Regions from separate parts of the Mus musculus genome. Here region 1 is linked to region 2. Evidence: chromatin contacts called from public HiChIP or PLAC-seq data. All regions are on one chromosome and are shown on one strand. The core of a region is the stretch at or near the end of the contact, and the rest is flanking DNA. Distances in the headings are between cores, read along the strand shown. Region 1 holds the start of Wdr1 (WD repeat domain 1). Region 2 has its middle 20 kb from the start of Lyar.

Region 1 (7,840 bases), core at 1,455-3,954, 320 kb after region 2:
TGTGTGTATGTGTGTGTGTGTGACTGGTCAGAACTGCGCCAGCAGGCACAGCAAGAACACACCTCAGGGCAGCCAGTATGGTGCTTAGATACAGGATAGAGCAAAACAGGGCGAGTCTGCCAGATTCTATAGGACTCTAATTAAATGTGACAGGGCAGCTCTGAGGATCAGAGCAGTCGAGGGACACGGTTGACTTTGGGGAAAGGAGCATGCAAGAACCCCAAAAGTGACCTGGGTCAGAGGTCTACAAGGCATGATGTGGTGCCAGCCTTCCTGGACTTGGATTCCTAGCAGACCACCTTCCTTCCTGCATCTTCATGTTCCTGAGAACTCACATCTCATTTTCTCTAGCAACACTCTGTCCTAATAAAAACTGAATCCATCTTTGAGGACCAGGAGGCCATCAGCAGACCAGAATGTGCCTAGTGACATACAGCACACAAAAGGCTATAGTAACAGATCCCTACACCATATTGTTTTTCCTGGCGTACTAGGAACGTAACCGGGGTGGGATGAGAAGCGGCTGCACCTCCTCCAGGAGAGGACAGTGAAGCCTGGAAAGGACTGACTGGTGGACATGTCACTGGCGGCGAACCCACCCCCTCAGCCAACGGCTGCATTGCTCCTCTGATACTACCAAGCCAGCAAATTCGAGGGATAAGCTGGCCTAGCACCCGAGTGACCACTCCATGCAGTTCTCCCAACTGGAAGTGAAGAGCAACAAAGTGGCCTGAGGAAACTACGTGTAGGGGACAGAAACCAAATACCCTACAGCTAGGGGTGTATGAAGATGCTTCAGATACCTTTTGTCAATTCCACAGAGCTCCTGCGACCATCTCCATTTTTCCTTTACTTTCTCAAAATCTTATGACGTCAATATAGTGTTAAGCTTTTGAGAAGGCTTCCCCAGTTCTAAGAAGGCTGGGCCAGCTTTCTAGGAATCTGTGTAACTAGCAAGGCAGGCTCATACCCAAACTTCCACCTCACTTGAGGTGCCCAACAATCCTGTAGAGGTCAGAAGCCAGCACAGGACTGATGACTGGTCGGGTTTAACCAGACTTACAAAGACACAGCCAGCAGCCACCACAGTTCAAAACTGCAGCCTCTTTTTACAAAAAAACTGGGGTCTACCCTCAGCCAGCTGGGAGGCTCTTGGAGGATAGGGGTGTCATGAGCTACTTCACCTGACTAATGATGTTCCTGGCGTGCAGGAGCTGAAGGTGACAGCCTTGGTGGAAGAGTCAATCAAACCCTCCACCCCTCTAGCAGCCCTTTGCCAAGCATAGCCCTAAGTCCAGCCTTCAGCTTCTACCCTACACCATTCCTCAGGCCTGAGCACGGGAGAGACAAGATTTGAGCCACATCCTGGAAATGGAGAGGAGGCCCAGCAGACTGACTCATTTCAACAACCAGAGGAAAAAAACATGAATTTGCAAGGGCCTCCCAAAAAGCTGCTGCTCTGGGGACAGCAGGTCATTTTCAGAGAACCATCCAGAGGAATTCACTAGTTCCTGTTTCCTCTCAGAGACTCAAGTCTGTAACAGTTGGCATTCAGAGGACAGGGTGTGTAGGCCTGGGCTCTAGCATACCAGGAAGCCCAGGGTATTAGGATGATTAAGCACAAGGGCCATTTACCAAGTGCTCCATTTATGCCAGGTACAGACAGCATTAGGACAGCTGACCAGCTCATTCAGCCAGCCAAGGCAGCCAGGGGAAGTGGAGGATCATTTCCCTATCTCCATTTCCCCAATGCGGAAACTGGGCTCAGGAAGGGCCAATCAACAGCCACCCCATGATCAAGCAGCAGCAGACTCAAAGCCCTTGGCTCTAAGGACTGAAGAGACCCAAGTCTTAGTTTGCCAGTCTACGGGGCTGTGGGGGTAGAGGTGGATGACACCACCACCAGTCCAGTCCAGTCCACTGAGCCTCCAAGGTGTGGCTCCTGGGCAGAAGGGGCGTGGCTCCCCTCTCCCCAGGCCAACTGACTGGGAGGTGAGGGGGCGGAAGGGCAAGAATTTCCCGACTCTGAAGGTAGCTCGCAGGGTAGGGACGGAAGCAGGCCCCGCCGGGCACAAGAGTACTCACATCGATGTTTCTTAGGATGACGCACTTGCCATTGGTGTAGAGGAAATGATCGCCCTTGGGGTCTCCACCGAGGATCTTAGAGACGCCCCGCTCCACCTGGGGGAGGCTGGCGAACACCTTCTCTGGGGAGATACAAACCCGGCACGGTGCATGAGGGGCAATCCCGGCCTCGCGGGACCCAGGGAGTTGCAGTCAGTCAGCGCTGGGGGTCCCGAGCCGGTCACCTGTTGCCGCCTGCGGGCACGACCGGCGGACTTCCCGGGCGGCGGCGGTCAGGCCCCGGGGTCCCTCCCGCAGCTCGGCCGGCCCAGTCCACAACGCCCACTCCGGGGTCCCCGGCCCGCACCCCCGCGGCCGTGCAAGACCCCGGCCGCGCCCTCCCGCCTGCACCCGACCCCAGAAGCCGGCGGCCGCGCGCGGAGGCCCACGCACTCACTGATCTCGTACGGCATCCTCGCCCACTTGTTACGGCGCTGCGCTCGAGTGGAACCTCGCAGTGGCCGAGCCCAGGGACAGCGCGGAAGGCGGCGCCGGGCGTGCCGGGCGCGGAGGGGGCGGTCCGAGACCCGGCTCCGAGACCCGTACGCGCCTGCCCCGCGCGCTACCGCTGCGGACAACCCAACCCGGAAGCGCGGCCCCGGCGCGGCTCGCCCCCAGCTTTGACCATATATAGTCAAGCGCTCGGCTCGGAGGCTGCAGCCCCACGAGCCTGCGCGGACACCGCCCCGCCCCGCTTGCGGGCCCGCCCCGGAAGTGACGTGACGCGACCCGTGAAAAGGCGGCGCGGAGGGTTGTAGGTGCGGGGCGGGAGGGTTTTTTTTCTTGGGCTGTCTGCCTTTGCACCGGGAGCCTTCTTGTGGAGCAGATCTTTCTCGAGCTTTCCAACGCCAGCTTGGCGCCCCGGCTTGCAAAAGACTTGAAGCCACTGGGCGTATGGGGTTTTGTTTGTTTGCCTTTCACTGGGTATGTTTAGGAACTTCCCCGTCTCACTCCCTCTCCCTCCTGCATGAAACTTCCTAGTAGCAAAGAAGCCAAGAATAAAGAACTGTAATTCTTAAGGATGGCAGGGGTTGTTTCCTAACACGCTCTGGGGAGGGCGTGAGGGTGGAATTCTTTTCATGGAGAGGGAAAGAAAGCAAAACCTGGAATTTTCTGAGTCTCGCAGGTTTTGATTAGGGCAAGATGAAGTCCTCTGGTTACTTGATTGAAAAGTTCTGAAGCCCTAGTTGGAAACCCGGAAAGTGGGCTTTCAAAGGAGAGCTCTTAGGAATTTGCAGCAAATGAAAAAGTCCATTTCTGCTTTGGAGCCAGGTTTGTTAATTACCCTGCGGACCAGTCCCACCCCACTCTCCTGGTTCACCTGGACACCCACCTGATTCTCCTCTAGCTTATCTTAATCTTAACTGCCATCTAGTTAGCAGTTAAATGAATTTATAGCCTATAGGAGTGCCCAGGTTTCGTAGAGAAGAGTTTAAGTGTACTCGGTAGGTCCTGTGTGGGAACCTCAGTATTTTTTGAAAAGTCTGTTTTCCTTAGTACCTAGTCTCTTGTGCTGATAGACTAGTATTTTTAAGGTTCTATGAATGTTACCCCCTGCCCTCTGTGACCTTTTGTTTGCCAGGATTGCTTGTCTAGGGATCCCACCTGTTATGTTTTATATAAAAAAAGAAAAGAAAAGAAAAAGAAGCCAGGGATATGTTTGGTGGAGGTGCAGTATGTTGTGGGGGAAAGGGGTGCCTCTGAGGGCCCATCCTGAACTGAGGCATCCCCTCCCCCTGAGGTACCAGCCACAGAACAGTATAATATGGAAATAGCTTATTTAGGACATGGGGAGGAGAGTTGAGGGGATAGTAGAGACAGAAAGACAGAGTAGAGGCCAGCCATGAACATTTGGAGTTGGTTTGGGGGGGGGGGGCGGGGATCCGGAAGAAAAGGGACAGAAGAGGAAGGGAGCAAGAGAAGAGAATGAGGAAGGGGCAAGTAGCCCCTTTTATAGTGAGTCAGGCATACCTGTTTGTTGCAGGGAACTGTGGGGTGGTGCCTAGAAGGAATGCCAGTACCACCTGGTTAATTTCTCTCAAAAGTGGTGACTTCCAGCTACTATCTCAATGATTCACCTGTCTGTCCCAGCCTTTACACTGCAACTTCCTGGGGTCCTTAGTTTGCTTTCCCCATTTGCATTGTTGATGTTGCCATAGAACCACCAAACTGCCCACCAGCAACACATGGCTCCTTAACTACAATTATGATTTCAGAACAGTCCCACTGTTAGTCTTCTAGCGACCTCACTGCACTGTGCAGATGAAAGACACTTTCCCTGGGTCTGGTCGAGCACTGTCCTAGGGATGTGCTAGGGATATTTTCAACAAGCAAGAGGTCTGTCCTAGGATTCTGGGACAGAAGATAGTGTAGACTGTGACTTTCTTATTTACTAGAATTGTTTTAGATAACAGCGATAACCTTTCTAAACCACACTAAAGTTCCCACTCAGCATGGTACAAAGACTGCTGGGGTAACACCAGCTCCAAGCTCTTTACAAGCTGATAGCTGTCCTATGTGCATCAAGCCTTGGTACTGACACTGAGAGTGATCCTACAAAACACTTTGGGGCCAAGCTCTCTGGCAGAATCCAGACTCTGTTGCACTTTAAAAAATCATGTACCATGCGTCAAGTTTTCCAGGTTTTAGTAGAGGGGGCACTCGGGTGTGTGAAATAGTTGAAGTTCCCATGCAAGGAACAGATTGGCTACACCTGCCAGCACTAATGTTTGGAGTCAAGCAGCTAGGTTTGTCCAGCAGGAAGTCAAGTGAGGAAACACTTGATGTGTCCATACAATGACTTCAGTCTCTAGAAATTAGCCTGGCCACTTGTAACCACTTTGTCTTTGTACCCAGATGCCTCCATCACTGTCTATGGGAGTCTTAAAAGCTGCTAGCTCTTCAAACAGACACACGGGCCAACTGAGATGAATGCCCTGCCTGCCCCTCCCTCCTCATTGCAGGCTCCTTTGGCTTGTTCTTTCCCACACTGACTACGGAGTGGTCCAGCCTCATCGCAACGGCAGAAACCTCACCCAACCTCATCCTCCACATTCGGTCCGTCATTGAATCCAGTGTTTATGAAAGCCCTTAGCTTGAATCTGTGCTTTCTTACCACTGCTACTCTGCTCCAAGCTGCCTCAGCACTTGGGCCTATTCTGGCTCCTTGATTATGCATAGAGTCGACCACTGTGGCCAGTAAGATTGAAGGGACTCTAGCCAGCCTGAGCATGGTAAACATGGCTTTGGCAGGCCTTGCTCTTCTCCCCATTCCCCCCTGCCTTGCTACAAACCCATTAGATTACATTCCTAAAGCTAGCCACCAAGGTACATTCCCTTACGTGTCCACTTCCTCCACCTGAGGCTGACTACCAAGGTCCAGCTATCAAAGTATTGAAGTCCAGTAATTAAAAATCCTCTTTGGGTCACCTAATTAACATGCCCAATTAAAATTAAACACCTCATCCTAACATAAGGTTACCCCTTTTACATTTATAAACTGCCATTTGCCTAGGGGCCAAGCTTGTCTCCTCTCTATCCAGAGGCAATCATTTGTTGCTCTCTTCCTAAACAAATACACTTCTCTCCTCGCCCCTGTTCCTTTCCTTTTCTCCCTTGTTTCTATCTTCTTTGTCTTTTATTCCCTGCTCTTTGTCTGTCTGGTGCAAATACATCTTTGTGCTGAGAAGTTGGTCTTGGAGCTCCTGAGCCGATACCCCCAACTGGTCTTAGTCACCTTATCCATCTACTCAGCTTTTGGCCCCTGAAGTCCTCGAGTTACCTCTCCTGCCTGGTTTTCATACAGCTTAATAGGTGTGGTTCTACTCTACCTCGTGGCTACCTCAGCCTCCTGTACCTGCTATTTCTGGGCTGTTCCAGACACCAGACTTTGAGGTCATCCTCTTTACAAGCCACACACTGTGTTGTTTGGCACTGGTTACAGCGTTTCTCCCTTCCCCCATGAGCACAGAGCTTTCCAGACAGTTCAAATGAAGCTGCTGATTGCTGGGAGGAAATGGGCAGCATAAAATATCACAAATTTGCATTCAATTCCAAAGACGCTGCATTAAAGAAGGGACCCAAAAGTACTTATGGAAAAACGGGTCAGTCGGACTTGGGTAAGCTAGTTTCAGTAACTTTTATTAGGACATTAACACAGACACCCCTCAGTTGGCCTTGGATGTGTTGTCTTATAGCCCCCAGCTGGAAAGTTGCCGTTTGTTTCCACACATAGCAGGATACATGAGGGGAGGCGAGACCTGTCTGTTCTGGGAACCCAAGCCAGCGAGATAATTCTGGACTTCCAAGGTGTATCTAACCTCTTCCCTGCAGCCCTTGATTGCTTGCTTGATTCTAGACAGGGGAAAGGGCTTTTCCCAGTCCTCACCTGTATCCAGCCTGAAATGGTGCCGCTTTAGAACTAGTCTGATGACTCTATCCTCTAGAGTCTAGAGGTTTGCTGTGTGGACTGAGTCTCCTGGAAAAGGGTTATCTTCCGTGTCACTCACTTGCCTTCTCACAGCCTACCCGCTAAAGGAATTTCAGAACCTGTCTCAGTCTTGGTCTCTTAAATGAGCTGAGGGAGACCATAGTAGGGGCCATCTCCTATCTCTGGGATAGTCAGAATTAGGGTCACCTCTTTTGCAGCCTCACTTTCGTCCATCTCCAGTCTGCACCAAGAGAGACTCTCCAGTGCTTGCTGTGTACCCTAGAAGAGCTCTGTCTGTGGTGGAATTAGGCTTTCCATTGCTGGAACCAACCTGCAAGGCCCTTGGCTGCAGAGCCTGCCTTCTTGGATCTTGGAAATCCTAAAATCTAACACAGGTTGAAGATTTAGGTGCACTTAGATGTGACGTAGAAGGGGTTTTCAAGTCACCTGAGAGGAAAACGAGCTTCCAGGTACTTGTTTGATTCTGGAGCTGGTCTTGGGAGGTTGTCTGTGACATGGAAAGGAGAGCTGAGCTGTTATTCCCCAAAGAATTGCTGCTCTGCTCTTCAAGCCCTGGTTGAAGGAATCTGAGGACTGATTGCAGCCTGGCTTGACTCCATAAACCTACCTAGAAGTTTTTAGCCTCTGCACTGTCAATCCTTCAGAGGGGAAGAACAAGTGAATTAAGTTGTCCTTAAAGGAGCTTGTTACTGGATCCCTCCCTAGTGTCTCTATAAATACTTTTTCAATTGGTCAGCCCCAGGGCAAGCTTGTAGTTCACTTTTCTGTTTCTGTGAATGATCCAAAAGCAACCTGGGAGAGGAAAGCTTATTCCAATTTGCTTTCCAAGTTCACAGCCCACCACTGAGGGGACGTCAAGGCAGGCACTCAGAGCATAAAGTAAGAAGGAATGTTGCTTGCTGTCTTGCTCGCTAGATCATGATCTTCATGCTCAACCATCTTGCTTTTACAACCCAGGACTACCTGGCCAGTGACGGCACTGCCCACATGAACAGTGGATTCATGACCTCCCACACTATCAAAACAATTCATCACAGATGAAGCTACTACACAGATCTCACTGGGGCAGCTCTTTGATGCAGGTTCCCCTATTTCTAGGTGACTCAAGGTTCGTGCCAGGTTAACCATATAAACCACACTGACTTTCAATTCTATCATGGACTCAGATACTTTCCAGTTTGAGGTCATCTACAGTAGACACTTTGTAAGAACTTCGCATTGCTGCCAACATCACAGCTACTTATAATTCAGGTACATCCTATAACT
Region 2 (7,707 bases), core at 3,555-6,054:
AGGGACAAACAGGCTCAAAAACGACTGGAGACAGCTGAGGGTTAAGCTGCCTTCACCTCTACGGCCAGACTACAGTAGTCAGGCTCAGGCTGATGCAGAAGTCAGAACATGAGCAGTCGACAGCCATGTGTATGGGGGAAGCTGAGAATTACACAAAATTGCTTAACAGGCTTGGTGGAAACTTGAGACAGCTTTCCCAGAGTCCTGCCCCTCACTCCATTTAAATTCACCCTCCAGGAAGTGACTAGAACAAGCTCCTAACTGTACACACACACACACTTTCTTATTTTATTTGTAAGTGTGAATATGTTTGGGTATGTGCAGTGAGTGCAGTACTCATGGAGGACAGAAAAAGTATTAGATCTGCCTGTGAGCTGCCCAATGTGGGTACTGGGAATCGAACTTACATCCTCTGAAGCAGCAGCCAGTGATCTTAACCACAGATCCATCTCTTCAGCAACTATATATCTTCTTTTTAAAATGTATTTTATTTTATGTGTATGGGTGCTTTTTCCTACCTGTGTGTCTGTGCACCACCTGCATGCAATGCCCACAGAGACCAGAAGAGGGCAACAGATCCCCTGGAACTGGAGTTAACAGCTAGATGGTTGTGAACTGCCAAGTGGGTGCTAGGAATTGAACCTTGGTCCTCTGGAAGAGCAGCCAGTATTACCACTGATCGAGCAATCTCTCTAGCCCCATCTCTTTAAAGCTTTTGTTTATTTATTTATTTGTTTGTTTGTTTGTTTGTTTTAATTTTGTGTATGTGTGTGGGTGTTGCACAGGGAATACATGTGCCTGCGGAGCCCAGAAGAAAGCATCAGCTCCTGCAGCCGAGGTATGGGCAGTTGTGAGGCACTGAACATGGGAGCTGGGAACCGAATTTCGGTCCCCTGCAAGGGCAGCTGGCGCTCTTAGGCACTGAGCCGCCCTTCCTGCTCACAAACAAGTATTCTATATGTTGAAGCAAACACTTGGACAGCCTAATAAAGAGAGTTGTAAAAGACCAGTGTTGTATTTGATTCACTTCCATAGAGACGGCGGTGGACAGTGTGCCTTGGTTAAAGCCCGCCCTCCTCACTGGCTTTATACTCTTGTGTCCATGATGAATATGGACTCCAGCATAGATAATTACATGTTGCTGACTAATACCTGGGTGCAGCCATGACAATGGCAGAACCCACTGTGGCGCCTTCCCTTGCAGAAGGAAACTGGAGAGGAATTACTACCTTCCGTAAGGTAAGAGGGAAGGCTTGTTCTGGGCATCTCCATCGCTTTGTGATGACCAGACCAGAAGCTTAAGCCTTTAGCCCTTCTTCTGATTTGCTTTTAAGAAGTGCCTGGAGTAAGCCTTCTACTGAAGTGCTTGCTGCACCAAGAAGAGTATATTATACCTTTCTATTATACACTAGAAAGAGTAGGAAGGGTTAATTTTGCAGTGGTTTCTGAATTACATATGTCAAGGGATTGGTGGTACAGTTAGTCCTTGGAGTTTGGCAAAAGACTCTGTGTGAGAATACTCACTTTCTCCATTTTAGAGCTACTGACCATGATCCAGCCCCTGCTATCATGTGCTCTGAGCTTGTTAGTGCTGAGCCCTTGGGTACCCTTTGGAGAAGCCTCTTGCCATTGAGAATGCCCTAAGTCACATGGCTAACTGCAGCATTCCAGATTGTTTACCCTGGGCAGAACTGTGTGCAGGGTACCAGGGCATGGAGGTTTTAGGAAGGGGAGAGAAAGGGCAAGTCTACCTCACGTGTGTTATGATGCGGTTCTGCCAGGTCAGGGTGGATGGATGGAGCTAGTTTAGTGGAGCTCCTGAGATTCCCCCAGCCCCTGCTCTTTCTTACATGCTAGGGATGAAACTCAGGGCCTTTGTAGTCTAGACAACTGTCCTCCACTGAGCCACATCCTCCGCATCCACTACATTCTTCAGTAGTGTGTCGTCATCTTGGTTGGGTTTTTATTGCTGTGATAGAATGACCATGACCAAAAAGCAAGTTGGGGAGGAAAGGGATATTTGACTTACGCTTCTACAGGACTGTCGATCATCAAAAAAAGTAAGGACAGGAACTCAAACTGGGCAGAAATCCTGGAGGCAGGGACTGGTGAAGAGGCCATGGAGGGATTCTGAGTATTGGCTTACTTCCTCTGGCTTGCTTTTATAGAACCCAGGACCACCAATTCAGGGATGGCACCACCCACAATGGGCTGGGTTCTCTCCCATTAATCACTAATCAAGAAAATGTCCCACAACTGGATATTATGGAGGCATTTTCTCAACTGAGGTTCCCTCCTTTCCGATAGCACTAGTTTGTGTGCCAAGTTGACATAAAACTAACCAGCACAGTACTTATTTACTCCCTGATAAGTGAGGCTGTCTTTGTTGCACCCCTGCCTCTTCATCTGCTCCTGTGTGCAGGATGCAGCAACAGTCTCTACACAGATGGGACTAGAGTCTGAGTCTTGGGTCTTTCTGGCCAATAGCTTCATTGGAGCAGGTTGATAAGCATCTCTGAACCCCAGATTCTTGTCTGTCATCCTGATTCCTGGAGCAGATAAAGTGAACACTGTGCATGCAGTGCCTGGCACACATTAGGTATCTGAAAGCAATCTAAAATGGACTGGGAAAAAGGCTCAGCCATTATTCAAGGAGGACCGAGGTTCAGACCCCTGGAACCCATGTAAATACCAAGTAGGTATGATGGCATCCTTGTAATTCCAGCCTGGGAAGGCAGAGATGGGAGTCTCCCGAGTGACCGAGAGAAACCCTACCTCAAAGAATAAGGTGGAAGAGATGATTCCCAGCATCAGCCTTGGGCATGCACCTGCCTGAGCATAGCATACACACACACACACACACACACACACACACAGAGAGAGAGAGAGAGAGAGAGAGAGAGAGAGAGAGAGAGAGAGAGAGAGAGAGAGAGAGAGAAATGGGAGGAATATCCTAACAGATATGCTATGCTTCCTGGGCAGGGTCTGCCACTGATCCAGGAAGGCCCTGGCTCAAGGCAGAGTCCCCAACACCTGGCTTCTCCCTGCATGAAGCCCTGCTAATGTCATTAACTTCAGCAGAGAGGACCAAGTAGCAGTGTGAGCATTGTTACTGAATGACAATCGCAGGAGTTTGAAATGACACTCTACTTTACAGACAAGGGACAGCCATTTCTTAGGATAAGCAGGTGCCAGGCAGATCTACCCAGTGTACCATTTTAATATAAACCTCCATTTGAGGTATTTGCATGGAAACAGAACAGTGCTAGGATCAGGGGTTGCCCAGTGAGCTTTGCACAATGCACACGTCTGTGTCATAAATTATGAAAGAACCTGGTCCTGTATCCCGAGTGCACCCACAGCTTTCCTTATATCCACCTGGTTTGGCCTTGCCTGGCTTTGAGTTTGATGTAAATGGTATCACCTAGCAGGCATGCACAGTTGTCTTGAGTGATGTTAAAAATAAAGACAGCAAGGAGCTGGGGTTGGTCATGTGCTGGCCTTGCAATCACGCAGAGCCAGGATCCAGCCCCGGGAACTATCGCTTCTGTCTATGGGTCTGGATTGGGTTTGTTTTCCCTGCCAGTTAAAGAATTCAAAAGCAAGAAAACTCAAGCACAACAAGAGAAACCTCAGAATCAGCTGGTGAAGAAAGGCTTGGAGGTGAGGAGGCACACACACAAACACACACACATACACACACACACACACAGCAAGCACACAGAGAAAGACCCTCTGCAGTAGTGGTGGGGAGGGTTGGAAGCTGAAGCTGAGGGTTTTAAGATTCTTTGAGGGGGTCTTCATCCCTCAAATTAGAGTTGATCAGTTTGAACAAAGACAGAGAGGCTAACAGGCCAATAACTTTAGTGTAAATATGTCCTGAGCCTCTGTCTCTGCTCAAGAATATGAGGAAGGAGCTAGCCATCTTTACTCACCCAATCATGGCTCCTGTCCCTACCCGTCTTGCCTAACAAGGATGTGCTCAACTCCTAGTTCCTCCCCATCACCATGGTAATGAAAAACAAAAGTTGAACCTGGTGATGTAGCTTGTGATCACAGTGCTGAGGAGGCAGAGGCAAATCTCTGAGTTCCAGGCCAGTAAGAGACCCTGTCTCGAAAGAAAGAGAGACAGAAAGGAAGGAAGGAAGGAAGGAGGAGGGAGGGAGGGAGGGAGGGAGGGAGGGAGGGAGGGAGGAAGGAAGGAAGGAAGGAAGGAAGGAAGGAAGGAAGGAAGGAAGGAAGGAAGGAAGAAAGAAAGAAAGAAAGAAAGAAAGAAAGAAAGAAAGAAAGAAAGAAAGAAAGAAAGAAAGAAAGAAAGAAAGAAAGAAAGAAAGAAAAAGAGGAGAGAAGAAGCAAGGACCGGGTGGTGACTGATTGACAGCACTCAAGCTTGTTCTTTGCCCCTCTGTATGTGCACTGAACACACGTGCATGGACATGGGCACACACAACACGCAGTCATAAGTGATGCCTTGCTTATAGAATGACATTAGTCACATCACCTTAGTCTTTCTCATTAGATAACCTCGGATCTCACCCAGGCCTGCAGACTTCAGCTTCTGCTGTATGGGGTTGAGCCTGACCTTTGTCCATCTTAGTCACAAACCAGGCAGGGTTTCTGAGGGAAAGCATGCACGGGGAAGAGACCCCTGTGTTTTCTTAGGAGTGCCAGTGTTGTTCTGCCCTCCTTTGTTACGGGATCCTTGCAAGCTTTAATTTATTCCTTGGATACAAGGGTTTACACAGCCCCTTTGGTGGTTTGAATGGTAATTGCTGAGCAAATACATATGTTTGTGGGAGTTTAAAGGTCAGACATCACTCAGAAGGGCAGGCCTTTGTTGGCCCACAGAGTGGCCATTGTGAACTGCTCCAATAGCTTACTGCTCCTCTCTACCCTTCCCAGTGCCCTCAGGCTGACTTCTGTCTGAGGCCCCCAGTCACCCACATATTAGATTTCTCTACTGCAGATCAAAGGGAGGTAAGATACAGTTTTAACAGCATTGCTCTGGGGACTTGCCAATGAACTTGAATCGGGAGACTAATAGTCCTGTCACGGGACCTCCTCTCTCAGGCTCCTTGCATGGGGTGGTGTTAGGCAGCTGAACCTGAATCAGCAGTCTCTTGAAGGATGCAGGAAAATGTGAAGGTCCTAAGACTTTCACAGCCTCTCTCTCTCTCTCTCTCTCTCTCTCTCTCTCTCTCTGCCTCTAAGTCTCTCTGCACACATGTGCATGCATGCATGCTTGCGTGTGTGCCTCTGTGTGTGTGTGTGTGTGTGTGTACATAGAAGGAGGCACATTCATGTGGGTGCATGGTGTGTATGTACACATGTGTGTGTGCGCACAGAGGCCTCACATGATCTGTAGGAGCCACCTGCCTTGTTTTATGAGACAGGGTCTCCCACTGGGATCTGGGGCTCACCCCACCAGAAAGGCTGAGCTAATTGGCAGCAAGCCCGGTCATCCTCTGTGTCCTCCTCTACAATGCCAAAATTACCAATTGTCACCACATCCAGCTTATTTATATGGACTCTAGGGACTGAATTTGAGTCCTCAAGCCTATGCAGAAAGTATTTTACTGACTGAGCTATGTCCCCTGTCCGGGAGGCTTTATTTTACTAATTATTGTTTGTTTGTTTTTGTTTTTCCGAGACAGGGTTTCTCTGTATAGCCCTGGCTGTCCTGGAACTCACTCTGTAAACCAGGCTGGCCTCGAACTCAGAAATCCGCCTGCCTCTGCCTCCTGAGTGCTGGGATTAAAGGCGTGCGCCACCACTGCCGGCTTATTTTATTAGTTTTTAAGGTTAGGACATGTGGTGGTTTAAATGTCTTTGATGTTCTCAGATACTGAAATACTTGGGTCCCAGTTGGTGGCACTCTTTGGGGAAGTTTAAGAGGTGTGGCCTTGCTAGAAGTACAATGCTGGGGGTGGGGCTTCAGAGTTTAAGGGCTTTGACCCTTCCCTTTGTGCTCCCTCTGCTTCCTGTTTAGGGTTTAAGATGTGAACTCGCAGCTTCCATTTCCATCCCCCAAGCCTGCTGCTGTCCTGCTTCCCTGCAGTGATGGTGTTGGATTCTAATCCCTCCAGAATCCTAAACCAAAATAAACCCTCTCTTCCATAAGGAAGTCACTGTAGCCAGGGTGTTTTATCACAATATTGTAAACTAAGGTGGGCGTGGTGACACACATCTTTAGTTCCAACACTTGGGTGGGCCCTAGTGACAGAGGCAGGTAAATCTGTCAGTTCAAGGCCAGCCTGCCTACAAAGTGAGTTCCAGGAAAGCCAGGGCTATATAGAGAAACCCTGTCTCAAAAAATAAAACAAAGCAGAAAGAAAGAAAGAAAGAAAGAAAGAAAGAAAGAAAGAAAGAAAGAAAGAAAGAAAGAAAGAAAGAAAGAAAGGAGAGAGGGAGGGAGGGAGGGAGGGAGGGAGGGAGGGAGGGAGGGAGGGAGGGAGGGAGGGAGGGAGGGGGAGGGAGGGAGGGAGAGGGAGGGAGGGAGGGAGAGGGAGGGAGGGAGGGAGAGGGAGGGAGGGAGAGGGAGAGGAAGAGAGAGAGAGAAGGAAGTAAACTTAAGACAGAATACAAAATTGTTTTATTTCATTGAGATTCAGGGGTCTTATTACAGGTTTACATTGTTGTGATGATAAAGACCGAGAGCAACAACTTATACAAGGAAGGTTTGTGTGATGAGCTTGTGGTTACAGAGGGTCTCAGTCCATCACGGCTGGGGAGCACGCTAAGCCCTTGTTTTCAAAGGCCCTTCCCTAATGATATACTATGCCAAGTAAGCCCCCTTCCCATGGCTCAAGGTCCTGCCACCTATTGGAGAGCAGGCACTTCAGCATGCACTTTGTGGGAACCAACCTGGATCCAACCTAGAACAGGGAGAATCAGAACCCAGTTGACTTTTGTGTGTGGGGTGGGAGGAGAGGACTCCTCCTTCAGTGCCAACTCAGACCACGTGGGTTTCCTAAGCTTGGTGGGAGATTTTCCTTTTAAAACACATCTATGTATTCAAGCCCTGTGGGTTTTGGTACATGAGAAAGGCAGGTGTCAAGCGTCTTAGGGAATGATGCTCCGATTCTCATTGTGGCAGAAGCAACCTGGTGTGAATCTCTGAGCTCTGGACCCTCGGGTCAGTGAAGCAAACCAATTCCCTCTGACTTACTGATGCCCACCAGGTTGGAATGATGATCAGTGCTTTGCACAGCTCCAAGGCCCCGACTGGGCTCCAGAAAGGAAATGCTGTGACTGGTGTGTGTCCATTGCCATGTGCATGAGGGAGGAAGTAGTGGGGCTGGCGAGATGGCTCAGTGGGTAAGAGCACTGATTGCTCTTCCTGAGTTCAAATCCCAGCAACCACATGGTGGCTCACAACCATCTGTAATGAGATCTGATGCCCTCTTCTGGTGTGTCTGAAGACAGTTATGGTATACTTAGTTATAATAATAAATAAATCTTTGGACCTGAGTGAGCAGGGCTAACCAGAGCAAGCAGAGATCCTAAATTCAATTCCCAACAACCACATGAAGGCTCACAACCATCTGTACAGCAACAGTGTACTCATATACATAAAATAAATAAGTAAATATTTTTTAAAAGAAAGAGAGAGAGAAAGTAGTGACCAGGCTGCCACACTCAGTTGGTCCTTAGTATCTGCCAGCTTTCAATATGGGATTAAAAACATTGCTTTAAATGTGCAACATA

The links. HiChIP or PLAC-seq counts read pairs in DNA pulled down with a chosen protein or histone mark.
Region 1: an H3K4me3 HiChIP or PLAC-seq map of stem cell-derived neural progenitor cells shows a contact between it and region 2, with 19 read pairs. The contact joins the promoter of Wdr1 here to the enhancer-like site in region 2. A contact is called at or near these places in 8 of 39 promoter capture datasets (the C10 cell line, the HPC-7 cell line, cranial neural crest and 5 more), 1 of 15 datasets of contacts at CTCF or cohesin (the NIH/3T3 cell line), 15 of 115 datasets of contacts at active chromatin or transcription factors (the 230-238 cell line, the SCID.adh cell line, bone marrow-derived macrophages and 9 more) and 3 of 9 other capture datasets (adipose tissue, embryonic stem cells and liver).

What each region holds. Positions count from the first base shown.
Region 1 is chr5:38,558,995-38,566,834 of GRCm38.p6, forward strand. It overlaps Wdr1 (WD repeat domain 1), which reads right to left and starts at 2,705. Exons shown (of 15, transcript NM_011715.3): 1 at 2,522-2,705; 2 at 2,086-2,207. The coding sequence starts at 2,537.
Region 2 is chr5:38,236,262-38,243,968 of GRCm38.p6, forward strand. No RefSeq gene overlaps it. Among named protein-coding and RNA genes, the nearest start is that of Lyar, 20 kb to the left of the region's middle. Within about 2 kb of position 4,805, at least 18 of the 459 cell types and tissues checked have an H3K27ac peak or open chromatin away from gene starts, as enhancers often do. A contact at or near this core is called in stem cell-derived neural progenitor cells, where this site is marked.